Regions from separate parts of the Mus musculus genome. Here all the other regions are linked to region 3. The links are chromatin contacts, called in public ChIA-PET maps. All regions are on one chromosome and are shown on one strand. Each heading gives the region's core, a stretch centred on a gene start, on an enhancer-like site or on the middle of the called end of the contact. The rest is flanking DNA. Distances are from core to core; before and after follow the strand shown. Region 1 overlaps Gm40446 (a long non-coding RNA gene). Region 2 has its middle 5.7 kb from the start of Gm35189. Region 3 has its middle 17 kb from the start of Gm35240.

Region 1 (4,335 bases), core at 13-2,512, 360 kb after region 3:
AGGTAGGCAGTAAGGTAGAGAGCGAGACTATAAACTAGTCATATAGCCTGAGACCAAGAAAGGGAAGTGACTGGATCAAGAGCTTATAAAACAAGTCAAACAAGTTGGGAGAAAGAGGATGAAAGTGAACACGGACCGTGACCACTCCCCTGACTGAGCAAGTGACACATGGTCACTTCACTTGAGCAGGGAAGTCTGTAGGCCACTTGCTGGATCAGCTGTCATGCATTCAAAGATGGCCAATCTCAATAGATTATCTCGGTCCCTATCAAATAGTGGCCATAAGCCCCGGGACAGGCCACCACAAGCCCTGGGACAGGCCAGCAGGCAGCATGTTGGTACTCCTGGTCCTACTCCCTTTCCTGGAATTGCTCTCACTTTTCCTTAATGAATCTACATTTGATCTTCTCACTTCTTGTTTTCTTGGGGACCAGACAAGAATCTGAGAAACCAGTGGCTCCAGGTGGCTTTGGTGACCCTTGACCGCCCCCACGCCGTATAGTATCATAGGGAGCAGAAAGGTGTTCTATCACATTCAGCGAACATCCCCACCCGGCTCTGACAGTGTAGTTTACATTGAGGATTAAAGACTAAGCAAAACTTGTTTACTTGTTTCTCCTATCTTAAAAAAAAAAAAAAAAAAAAAAAAAAAAAAAAACTCCTTTTGTAAATAAAAATGTAAAGTGCTTTTAGGAGAGACATTGCTTAGAGTGAGGGGGTTAGAAAGGAGTGCTAAGTGTTCAGGGCCCAAGGAAGCACAGTTCATTGGGTTTTTTTGTTTTTGTTTTTGTTTTTGGGTTTTTTTGTTGTTGTTATTTTTGTTTGTTTGTTTGTTTTTTAAGACAGGGTTTCTCTGTATAGTCCTGGCTGTCCTGGAACTCACTCTGTAGACCAGGCTGGCCTCAAACTCAGAAATCCGCCTGCCTCTGCCTCCTGAGTGCTGGGATTAAAGTTTATTGTTCTTAACCTTCTTGTTTAAGATGGTCTGGAAAGCACATGCTATCTCTACAGGCGATTTTGGTGTTGAAGTTTCTTCGCTCTGCCATCAGGAAAGACAATCTGGACCTCACAGGAAAGGGTCTCTTCCCCTGCCGTTGTCCCCTTGATGTTCCCTCTCTCCAGCCTCAGTAACACTCAATGTGTGCTTACCAGGTCTCTGTTAAATAATTGCATATTCCTCTAACCACCGCCATCCATCCTCCTGGTTCATGTGGCGAGGTCCTCGCTGCTCTCTCTGAGTGTGCACACATCCGGTCTCTGGAGGTAGCCCTTCTAAATGCCACAGCTGAGGCTTACTGCACGCTGGGGGCCGCGCAGAAAGGCAGCTCTCTGGAGTTCTCCTTGTTGACATTTAGAGAAAAGCGTTAGGGCGTTAGCGTTAGGGCTGTAGCAGCTGCTGTCGGCTTGCCTAACCTGTTCTTGGCAGGACCCTGAACTACAGGACTAGATGGCACATTTAAGGGCAAGTGTGGGGTCTGGTAATCTGTCCCAGACAAAAGATCAATTTAAATCCTTGAGCAAGAGGAAGTGCTGCAGTTCCCAGCACAGAAAAGAGGCTGAGGATTTTCATAGTCCTGAGTGTCACTCAAAACTGATCCTCCCCAACACCACACCACCCCCCAATTTTGTTTACAATCTGGTGGTTCTCTGCAACGGAATAAAGCCTTGCTCTGGTTAATTGGTAGCAAAGGTCACTACTTAACAGATGCTACGCGGAAAGGAGCCAAGTCAAGGGTAGCTAGGCTCTGGAGTCACTGCTCAAAGTTAGAAAGGAAACACTGGCTTACTAAATACAGGCGCCATTCTACCCTGCTCCAGCCTTGAAAACAGGGGGAAGGTCCAAAGAGTGGCAGCTGAGCCCCAGGAAGGTCTTGGCCCTTGCACTGCTCTACATCCTGCCAAGGTCATTTCCCAGACTCCAGTGAACCAGGCACTCTCCAATGTTGATAGTGGTCATTTGCAAAAAAAAAAAAAAAAAAAAAAAAAGAAAAAGAGAAAGAAAGAAAGAAAGAAAGAAAGAAAGAAAGAAAGAAAGAAAGAAAGAAAGAAAGAAAGAAAGGGGCAAAGGAGGAGACAGAGGAAGTGCTCTGAACAGAAGAGGAAAAAGGTGCCTTTGAATTCGGAAAACCTAAGGCCAGTGCCTGAAATAACTGTGAGCATTGTTCAAAGAGAGCATGCGCAAAGAGACAGCCCCAGGTGTGGGAGGAAGTGGCTGAGGTGGTCTGAGGACACAGTGAGCTCTCTGAAGGGGCGGGCCAGAGGACAGGACATATTTTAAGCAGCCTTAGAAAGACTTCTTTTAGCATTCTGCAGGAAATGGAAAGCAGATGGATTGGTTTGAAACTTATTTTTGTTTTTGTTTTTGTTTTTGTTTTTGTTTTTTTTTCCTGTCCCCTTGAGACTTGCGGGGCAGAGTTAGAAGTGGACAGGTAAGGTGTTTAAGTAAATACTGTACTGACAGACGGAGGCCTCCCTGTGTCAGAGCATCTTGAGAAACAGCTATTTAGGCCAAAGGGCTTTCATTTGCCTTGTCTTATACAAGTCTGGCTAGAATAAATAGCTACGTGGTTTGCAGCACAGATCTGTCTGTGTCTTGGTGGTTGTTAGTGACCGGATCTTGTCAGTCTCTGTAGAACAAGGATACAGAACCCAGAGCTACAGGCAGCAGCCAAGGAGTTTCCCGAACTTTCCAGGGACCTCGAGTTGAATAAATCTGGATTCTCCACACAGAAAGGAATTACAGGACGAGCCAGTATATACAGCAGGGTTAGAGTTTTATTAAGAACAGAAAGGCAGTTTTAAATAAGAAGGCATACCACGGGCTGTGTAAGGGCTTTTCAAAAGAGAGGCACCTGAAAGTGTCTTGGCAGGAGCCACATGCACCATTTTGGTGGCTCTCAAGCTATGTTTTCAAAAGATTGTTGAGACATTTTCTTTCTATATTTTTTTTGATAAATAAAATTATAGGGCATCTCTGGAGCTGCCTTTGATTAGATTACAATGTGATAAGATAAAATCATGAGCTTCGGGGTTTCACAATGGTGATAAAGCTTTTACTGTAAGTGGAGTTTCTGGCAAGAATCCTAGAAAATTGCAGGTTTACAGCTAGGGGAGAAGAAAGGCCACGTACATTTCTTTAGCTCTTAAGCATGGTTCACTGTTGTTTATATGTTTTACTTGAAAACATCTCTATATATTAAAAAACATATATTGTCTCCATGTCAATAACCATCTTTGGAAATGTTAATTGGGTTGTCTTTCTTGATTCTTTGGCTGGCAGAAGCTTCAGACTCGGGCGTGAAGGGCCCCTTTCCCGTCTCACGACCCCATAATTGTCCATGTCTGTTGTCTGCCCTGCCTCATTGCTACATGAAACCCAAGCTGGCCTGGAACTTGCTTCTCCTGCTTTAGATTACACAATGTTGAAAAGTAAAGGTGCCCCAAGTGCCCTGTGCCTGGACTTTCTTAGAAGAAGCAAGCAAGCTTTGTTACACCCCTTATAGTTTCTTGTCACACCTGCCAAGCAGAAAAACAAACATAGAGGCCCAGACATTGGGAAGAGAGCAAAAGGACTCAAGCCAGAGATCTTGGGTTTGTAATTGGTCCTGTTGTAACATGGACTAGTTAGTGGGTCTCACGCCTAGAAAAGCTGGGGTACAGTCCAAGGGCTGTATACTGAAGTCATGTAGATAGCAATGTAAGTCGGTGGCTAGCCAGTGTGGTGGCACACACCTACAGCCAAAACTGCTAAGGAGAAGATCACTTCAGCCCAGGGGTCTTAGAGGCAGTTGTTGGCCCAGGTGTGAGGCTAGTGCTAACATTTTAAATGAAAGCCTTGGTATTAGATCACCCTAGGTTTGATTCTCTGCCTGTCACTTACCTGTGTAATCTTTGAACAGGTGTCTATTTGAAACGTCTTGGGCACTTGTTCCCAGCCTGTGGAGCCTGTAGAAGGTAGGGCCTGACTGGCAGAAGTAAATCACTAGGGTGGGCCTTTGAAAGTCACACTTCCTAGTTCTAGTTTGCAGTTTGCTTTCTGATTTACCAGAGCCTCTGCCACACACAGGGCCACTGTGAACTTCCTCGTGCCTTCCCAGCTCCCGTGGACTGAAATCCCCAAACCAGGAGACAGAGCAAATCCTTCCTCCTTTAAGCTGTTTCAGTCAAGTATTTTTATCATGGCAGCAAGGAAAGCAGGGTAGTATGTGCCCTCTTAGAGCTTTCATTTGGCCATATGTAAACCAATTTTCCATTATCAATCCCAAGAACTGTCCAGAGGCTTTGAAGAGCCTAAGGCACTCAGCACAAAGGCAGGAACACTACAACAACAAAAGA
Region 2 (3,996 bases), core at 953-3,452, 480 kb after region 3:
CCTGGCCGTGCGTTACATTTCTGGGGACTCCGGGACTAGAACCCAGGTCTTCCTGCTTGCACAGCAAGCACTCTTACCCAATCAACTGTCTCCGTAGCCCCTATTTATCTCTTTCCAAATCTTAGATTTGAATGAGACTAGTTTTTTCTCCATATACTTGTACTGAAACAACATGTCCCAGTGTGTTGAATCCCAAAACGGACACAAGTATTCAGCTATTCTATTCTGCCAGATGCTAAAGAGATTTGCAAAACTATCAATGCCAGTATTCACATTAAAGTTTGTATATTATCATTTCTTGTCCATTTAAACAGTGTTATTACTGCTTGACATAGGGGTACACATACCCTGTAAATCCAGCACTTGGGAGGCAGAGGCAGGTGGATTCCTGAGTTCGAGGTCAGGCTGGTCTACAAAGTGAGTTCCAGGACAGCCAGGGCTACACAGAGAAACCCTGTCTCGAAAAAAATCAAAATAAACAAACAAACAAAGGTTTAAACAAAGTCTCACTTTTCTTTCTAATAATGTTGATACATGCCAATCAATTTTACCTCACAGACATTCTGAGGGCCTCTCAAGGAGTCTGCACTAGTGTGAAAGATTCCTGTAAGCAACAGGTTTAAGACATGAAGCTCAGAGTTCCTCTCTAACCCGCTTAGTTACCTACTTAGCAACCCAATGCCTTCTTTAACAAATATTTCTATTCTTCTGTCCAAAGGAACTTATTTAGGGCTGGAGAGATGGCTCAGTAGTTAAGGGCACTGACTGCTCTTGCAGAAGACACAGATACAACCCCTAGCATCCACACAATGACTGACTTACAATCATCTGTGACTCCAGTTGCAGGGGACCTGACACCTTCCTCTGACCTTTGCAGGCAGCAGACACACAAGCGTATGTAGGCAAAACATATAGGCATGTAGGCAAAACGAATATACAAAGTAAAAATCTTTTAAAATTCAGAACCTAATTTTTAAAAGTATAATGTTGTAAGTGCCCCTAAAACTGCTTTTTCTGTCATCTCCTGGAGCCTTGCCTATGATCCCGTGCCCATACAGCCTGGTGCTCAGCAGAATGTTCCCGTCAAACCTTTGAGACAGCGTTGTGTAATTCCTGCCTCCCTTACATTCTGCTAGGCCAATTCCCACCACCCGGCCTCTCCTGGCCTGTCTGCTCCGCTAAGAGCTTGGAGTTTGGCTTGCTTTTCTGTGCCTGAGCTCTGGCCTGGAATTTGCTCCATGGCAGAAATCTGGAACCACCTAGTATCTGATTACCTCATCTGTCCCTTTTCAACCGATTTCTGAACCTTCGATAACTTTGTTCCACCTTCTCTAGTTTTCTGGAAGCTTCCGTGGAGAGCTGGCCCCATGTCTGTGGGCTTTTGATAACTGGAATACTCTTTTAACCCCCTTGCTCTGTTTGAAACAAAAGGCCCTGGATTTTAGCCATCCCAGGCCCTGGGGAGTAAGCAGGGCTCACCTTTAGCCTGGCAACATGGGCCTTCTGAGGGTTCCAGAACTCTGACCTTAAACTCCAGCGCTAAACAACACGTTGCCCTCCCCACGCTTCCAAAGAATGAAAGGGAAGCATTATATTTTTAGCTTAAAAGTCCTGGCTTTCAAGGGTTGGTATAAATTAACATGGCGGAAGGGGGTACATCCTAAGCCAAAATGTTAACAAGGACAATGGGCCTCTGAGAAATCAACTTCTAGTCTTTTTTTTTTCCTGGACTTTCCAAATTTTAAATAAATGAACAAGGGCTATCTTTAGAAAACAGAACAATGTCCCATATTTGTGGTCCCCTCCCACTGGCTGACTTTTCTTTGTGCTTTAGTACAAATATAGGCCAGGGTGTGACTGATAGTTGATAGCTCGCCTGGGTGTGGATCCTCCCTTCCCTGTCTCCCAGAAGAAGGTTCTTTGAAGAGCTTCCGTGTTTGTCCAGCAAATGACTACAGCCTAAGAAAACTCAACTTTCTCAGAAAAAATTTCCAGACATTTCTGATTACAGCCAAGTCTCCAAGAGAAGCCTGAGGGAAGGAGTCCTGAGGAGAAAATGTTTTGTTTCTGACCAGGGGCTTGGGCCCCCTCACCCCCTCGGGCGCCCCACTCTGACCCCACCCGTCCCACCCACACCTTAGTAGCCTTTGCTCTCTATCAGCTCAAGCCCAACAGAGGGTAGCCCTTCTACTGTGATACCCAGCTGCTGTCACTCAACGCCTGCGTCCCCTTTAAAAATGAAAACAAGTTCCTCAGACTCCAGAGCAGGAACTCTGGAGACGTTAGCATATTCTGGCAAGGCGCCTGATGGATAATAGATAACAGGTTATCCAGGAAATAATTAGAAGCCTGCGCCCACACGGATCGGTTGCACACACTGACCCCTGTCATTCAGGATGTGGCCCTGACAGTAAGAACCCTTTCTTCTTTCGCTTTCAGGCGTCAGAAAAATGTCAGGCTTCTCTCCTGCCTTTATGCGGTGACAAGTTAACAAATGCTGAGTTTCCAAAAGGCACTTATAAGACCCTCCGAAGCATGAGTTCTCACGAGTCTGGGGAACCAGTAGGTTCCCTCCCATGAGCCCCTGGGCGGGGCGGGGTAGGGGAAATCACTTCCTCAGCCTCGTGCTGCTGTGTAAGGAGTCCTTGCTTCCTTCTCTCCACCCCTCCCTGTTTCTTTCCACCCCTTGCCTGAAGTTCTACCCCTGACCAGCTACTTTCAAAGTCCATGCCTGGCTGCTGAGCAGAGTCTAAGTAGCCACCCGGACTCTTCTCCAGCTGGGGACATTACCCCACACCCCACACCCCCAATATGCACCGATTTTGTTTGCTCTGAGATTCGGAAGTATTCACTTTTGTTTGTTAAGTACAGTCTCTGTATGCATCCACTGCTGTAGATATGTTGATGCGGTTATGACAGTCCATGGCTTCCACCATCTTTATCTTTTTCTTTGGTGAGATGTGTGATCTGAATGTAGATAGGAACTGTGACTAAGGGACTTCCCTGCCTTCCCTGCATTGAGCAGATGAAGATTGCTAGTAAGTCTATTCTTGGATCCTAAAGGCAGTGGGTTCCATTTTTCTCTTTCTACATCTTTGAGTGGGGTTGCATGTTTGTTTGTTTGTTTGTTTGTTTGTTTGTTTTTCTGTTCTAAAATCAAGAGTAATAATAAAGACCCCTTACTCTGACCATGACATTTCGACCAACACATTGTGTGTACCTCTGAACTCGCTCCAAAGTCTCCCTTTATTCTCCTCATTTCACAGACCAGAAAACTGAATCTTGGGGCAACTAAAAGTAAAGTAAAAACTGGAGTTATCAGATCCTAAGTTCTATCATCACACAAGCCTATTGTCCTGCACAAACAAACAGGCAAACCTGGGCCAGGCAAACTACACCATGCTACTTCATTCACGTCTTATACCCATATACGCTAACTCTTTCAAGGAAAGAGACCTGTGCCCTGGAAGTTATTAAGGAAAGCCCTCCCTTGAGAAGGGTGGTGGGAAGCTGTGGTGTATCCCCTATAGCATCCAAATCAACCATAGGTTTCATTTCATTTGAACCTCACATTAGAAATGAAGTTTAAGCTAAGAGCTGAGAAACGGTTTGCTCCAGGACCTTGGGTTTGTAGGTAGTTTGGATTCAGACTTCTAATTCTTAACTCTCTCCATACCTATGTTACCATCTCAGTCATCCCAAGATGCTTCAACAAACCACACAAAGAACTGTGCAGGCCTTCCCAGACCCTTGGCTTGTTTAGTAGTTAATAGTTTGTAAAGTTAATCATGTGGTCAAGAGTTTGCACTCCAGAACAAAATTTGCCAAGGTCAAATGTCAACTCTGGCACTAGCAACTTCTAAGATTCTGCCCCAGTGTCATTGTTTCCTCAACTAGAAGATAAAGGAGCATAGTTAGTCCCCTCAGACTGCTCTGAATAGGGTGTGGGAGAACGTGATGGGGTCATGATCCCTTCCAAGGAAGCTATCAGTAAAC
Region 3 (4,383 bases), core at 221-2,720:
GCTTTCTTAGCCCCTTGCAGTGAGATTAAACTTCAATACAGGTTTTCCCAGAGAGTCAAATCATACATTTGATCCCCCAACATCTCTTTCCCACATCACAGGCTACTTGTTGCCATTGTTCTAACACCCAACCACAGAGTACCCCTAAGATCTTATGTGCTTCTATTAGACACTCGTCTAACCCATCCCTGGTGGGTACTTCCTGTTCATGGGCCCTGCCTAGTTGGCATGAATGTAAGGGACCATGTCTTACCTCTCTTTTGTACCATCCACAAACAGAGGGTTTTAAATTTTTGATCTGACTTAAAGCACCATTGCTTTTCTTCCCTGTAACATCTAACCCTGAGGTAAAATATTCATCTTCAAGTTGAATGAGCGTTCGTCACTGGATAGAGGGACATGATGGCAATGTCCTTTGGGATTTACTTGGCCACAGAGTCTTCCTTTTCAAGCAGGTGGCCATGACACGGATCCCTAGAGAAGGCATTCTGACCAGCCACAGGTTTTGGGTTGCTTTGCTCCTTTCTGCTAAGTACCAGCCAGTGGAAAACAGTGAAGTATTAAGCATTTTATAAAAATACTTAGGTTACCATGGAGAATAATAAAAGCATAATACTAATACCAAGTATTTGGGGGTCATAATATTTTCATCTTTCAATAGCTTGTTGATTGTGGGGCTGGAAATGGCCTAGAGATTGGATGTATTCTCATTTACAGGTGAGCCAAGAAATGATTCTCAGATACATAATATCCTGGGTGGCCCTCTTAGCTTGCAAGTGTGGGCCAACCCATTTCACAGGCAAGGAAACTAAGGCACAGCATTGGCTTTACCCAGGCAAGTGATTCCTTTGACACAGAGCAGAGCTGAATCTAGACTTCTAACTTTCCAATTTCTGGTCTGGTTTGCTTTCCACTTAGTCACTGCCCCTTTCCTTTGGCCAAGTAACAATGGGAAGGGCGTCCTAAGAGGAACCAACTAAGCACTATGACATTGCATCTGACCTTGGCCCATGCCAGCTTCTAAAAGGGTTATCTCTTTTCTTAGTGCTTACAGGCTCTGCTTCACTCCCAGCTCCCCCCCCCCACTTCCCAGAGTGCCTTGAGGCATATCGTGTGACAACCCTGAATACCTAATCATCTTTTAGAGACAGTTCTGAGCTGAGGGCTGAATAGCTCCCTGTCATTTTAATTAATGAAAAGAACATTGTCTGAAGCTCCCTACAGCAGCAATTCCCGTTTGTTGGAAGATGTTTTAGCTCTAAGTGGTATGAATCAAGATGCGGCCCTATTTGTCTGAAACTCATCAGGACTGTAGACCAAGTACGGCCTCCAGGGAGAGGCACCCCCTACAGAAAGACAGGAAGTACCTTCACAGATAGAAAGTACTTGGTGTCCTTGAGCATAAACAAGGAACTAGAGAGGGGACAAAGTTGGCCAGACATGACAGTCAACTCCTTAGCCGCTTTGCAGGCTAAGTCTGTTGACAGCTGCAGTTGTTGATTGTGGTTCATCACTTCCTATGAAGAACGGAGGACTCTGTGGTCCAGGCAGCCCAAGAACCTCAGACCTGCCTAGGAACTCTAGGCAAAGGGACCTTGCTGTCATTTGTTCCTGCTCGCCTGGCACCCACTGCCCTTTGCTGCTCCTCCCTCATCACTGGGATTGAATTGTTCCTTTATGGATGGATGGGGAGAACCCAGAAGGCTCAAGAAATTTGCAAGACTCAGCTCACAGAACACAAAACAGGGTTCACAAAGGCCCTTTCTTTGATGTTGAATAAGAGGTAACTGTTTGGGGAAGAGAGCCTTCTCAGTGGTGTGACTGCCTCTAAGTTGTGCCGAGAATTCCAAGGACGGAGTTTTCGTAATAATCACCCATGCTCCTATACGTAACTCCTTGTCTCATATTCTTATAAGTAACCCCAATTAACCTATTGGTTCACCAAGCTGGACTTGGATAGTGCAGCTTCTCTGGCAAGTTGTTGTTTGCTAGGGCAAATTTAAGTAAGTCCCCCCCCCCCCCCAGGAAAAATCACTGCTGAGTCCCATGGCCAGGACTCAGCTCTAAGGGCTTAACAACCAAAGAGCACCTCTAGAGTCCTATGAGACTCAATAAACTACCATTCCTTTTCTGGTATACCATTTGAGATTGAACAATATTTAATTGTCTTTGGCCATACTCCCTCCTCCTCTTGCCCTTATCACACTGCACTACTACTGTGTGTTTATGGCTCTGTCTTTCTTTTCACACTGGGCTTTAAGACTGGGGTGCCTTTCAGCCATTTTCCTATCAGCAGTTTCTAGCACAGTGCCTGGCATATGGTTAGTGCCCAGTAGGTGTGGGATGGCCAAGTGAGTTACAGGACACATATACAAACCATAAATAGCCATGTACATACCAAGTGCACAGGCGATTGTGCAGACTTGTGGTGGCTTTGCCCACTTCATGGCACCCAGAGGCTTTCCGGTAGCTATTGGTGAGGACAGAAGAACTCTATCTCTTAGATATTTCTGGTTGTACACAGGCAAATAATGCAAGAGTAATCAATCAGCCTGGCAGACATCGACAACAACCCGCAAGGTCAGGCTAGGAACGCAGGCAAGAGAGTTTCCCCTCCAGAAATGGGATGGTCCTCTGATCCCATCCTGAATCAGGGATGGGCTGGAAGCAAGGAGTTAGAGAAGATGGGGGCTGCACATCATTTGTGCTGTCACGTCTAGAAAATCAAAATGCCTGCTGCTCACCTGAAGTGACCGAAGACCTGCAGGCTGCCTGCAGCTGGTGCTTCAAAACAGTATTCTCTGCTGTACTAAACAGCCACACCATAAAACAGGGTCAGGACAATCCATTTCTCCCCTTGTAAAATGCACGACTCAATCAATAAACATGCTTCCTCCACGGCTTGGGAGCCCCAGGACAAACTCACCTCAAATGCAAGGATCTTAGCATTGGAGGCGACTCAACCATTCTCTGGAGAGGAACAAGCTCCAGTGGGTAGCGCTTTCCCTCTCCTTCCTAATTTGAGGAGAACTAACACATCTTGCTAGTTTTCTAAGTTAGAATTCAGGGGAAAGAAGCTAAAGTAAGACTCACTTCCCATTGACCCACAGTATCCTTCCAAGTATACGTTTGTGGCCCCCGGTCAAAGCCAGCACCTTTGTTTCCATCTTGTATGGTTTGTCTTTAGTAAATCCATACACCCTGCTGAGTGTCATGACATTCCTGTCCTTTCCTTGTTTTCAAACTGACAGTCTATTGACCCAGCCATGTCTGGGTCTTGAGTTTGTGGGAGAGGATCTTGTATTGTTGGTCACTGCTGTTATTTCACTGCAGGTAGAAGCAAGCACTGACAGTCATGTGTTAAACACATCTGCTTCCTCTCCAGACGAGGACCTATCACCAACAACTTTGTGATGCCCCCAGGCAGGAAGCTGGCTCTCAGAATTTGTGTGATCATCCTCCCTCTGCCTTTTAATTATTCTCACGAAAGTAGCTTCTAGAATAGTGCCTGGCTCATGCAATGAGCCCACTAGATGCTGGGTAAGTGACAATAACACTCACACTACAAGCACTGGTGTCAGCGTCACATGTACAAACAAACATGCAACCTTATGTGTGCCAAACATGACAGGCAGGCAAAGTCCTTTCTGTTGAGACTGCTTTTTTAAATGAACAAATGACAGCATTATGGGTGCTCTCTGTGGAAGGACACTGTGGTGGTTTGGGACACTGTGGTTGGCACCATAGACTCACATGTTTGAATGCTTGGCCCTTAGGGAAAGGCACTATTAGGAGGTGTGGCCTTGTTAGAAGAAATGTGTCACTGTGGGGGGCAGGCTTTGAGGTCTGATATGCTTAAGCTATGCCCAGTGTGGAGCTTAATCTCCTTCTGCTGCCTGAAGATCAAGATGTAGAACTCTCAGCTCCTTCTCCAGCACCAAGTCTGTCTGCATGCTGCCAGGCTTCCCACCATGACTATAGTGGACTAAACCTCTGAACAGTAAGCCAGCCCCAATTAAATGTTGTCCTTTATACAAGTCGCCTTGGTCATGGTGCCTCTTCACAGCAATGGAAACCCTAAGACAGACACTTTGTATTGCCAACACTGTCTCTGCACCCTATTTGACCTCCCAAACCACCTTCTTAGACAGGAAGGCCAAGAGAGACTGTAGACTTTATATACCTAGTTTTGAATGACTGGAGGTGACAGAGTAGACCCTCTTCTCGCTACCTGGTACTCATATCCTTCTCAAATTCTGCCCCACTGCAGACCAAGTCACCCATTATCTTTAAACAGAAGGTCAGCCCTGCCATCCAGGAAAGGTGAGAATGAGCCAATGACTACATCTATGTTTCCATGTCTGCATCTGTTAAGTGGTACTC

The links. ChIA-PET counts read pairs in DNA pulled down with a chosen protein or histone mark.
Region 1: an RNA polymerase II ChIA-PET map of memory CD8 T cells shows a contact between it and region 3, with 5 read pairs. The contact joins two enhancer-like sites. A contact is called at or near these places in 2 of 115 datasets of contacts at active chromatin or transcription factors (embryonic stem cells and memory CD8 T cells) and 1 of 9 other capture datasets (embryonic stem cells).
Region 2: a contact with region 3 is called in an RNA polymerase II ChIA-PET map of memory CD8 T cells, with 8 read pairs. The contact joins two enhancer-like sites. A contact is called at or near these places in 5 of 484 Hi-C or Micro-C datasets (B cells, the C10 cell line, CD8 T cells and 2 more), 6 of 115 datasets of contacts at active chromatin or transcription factors (acute myeloid leukemia, embryonic stem cells, memory CD8 T cells and 1 more) and 1 of 9 other capture datasets (embryonic stem cells).

What each region holds. Positions count from the first base shown.
Region 1 is chr12:77,175,373-77,179,707 of GRCm38.p6, reverse strand. The region is part of intron 1 of Gm40446 (a long non-coding RNA gene); the gene reads left to right. Among named protein-coding and RNA genes, the nearest start is that of Gm40446, 14 kb to the left of the region's middle. Within about 2 kb of position 1,262, at least 90 of the 459 cell types and tissues checked have an H3K27ac peak or open chromatin away from gene starts, as enhancers often do. A contact at or near this core is called in memory CD8 T cells, where this site is marked.
Region 2 is chr12:77,058,812-77,062,807 of GRCm38.p6, reverse strand. No RefSeq gene overlaps it. Among named protein-coding and RNA genes, the nearest start is that of Gm35189, 5.7 kb to the right of the region's middle. Within about 2 kb of position 2,202, at least 189 of the 459 cell types and tissues checked have an H3K27ac peak or open chromatin away from gene starts, as enhancers often do. A contact at or near this core is called in B cells, CD8 T cells, acute myeloid leukemia and 1 more, where this site is marked.
Region 3 is chr12:77,534,383-77,538,765 of GRCm38.p6, reverse strand. No RefSeq gene overlaps it. Among named protein-coding and RNA genes, the nearest start is that of Gm35240, 17 kb to the left of the region's middle. Within about 2 kb of position 1,470, at least 57 of the 459 cell types and tissues checked have an H3K27ac peak or open chromatin away from gene starts, as enhancers often do. A contact at or near this core is called in B cells, CD8 T cells, acute myeloid leukemia and 1 more, where this site is marked.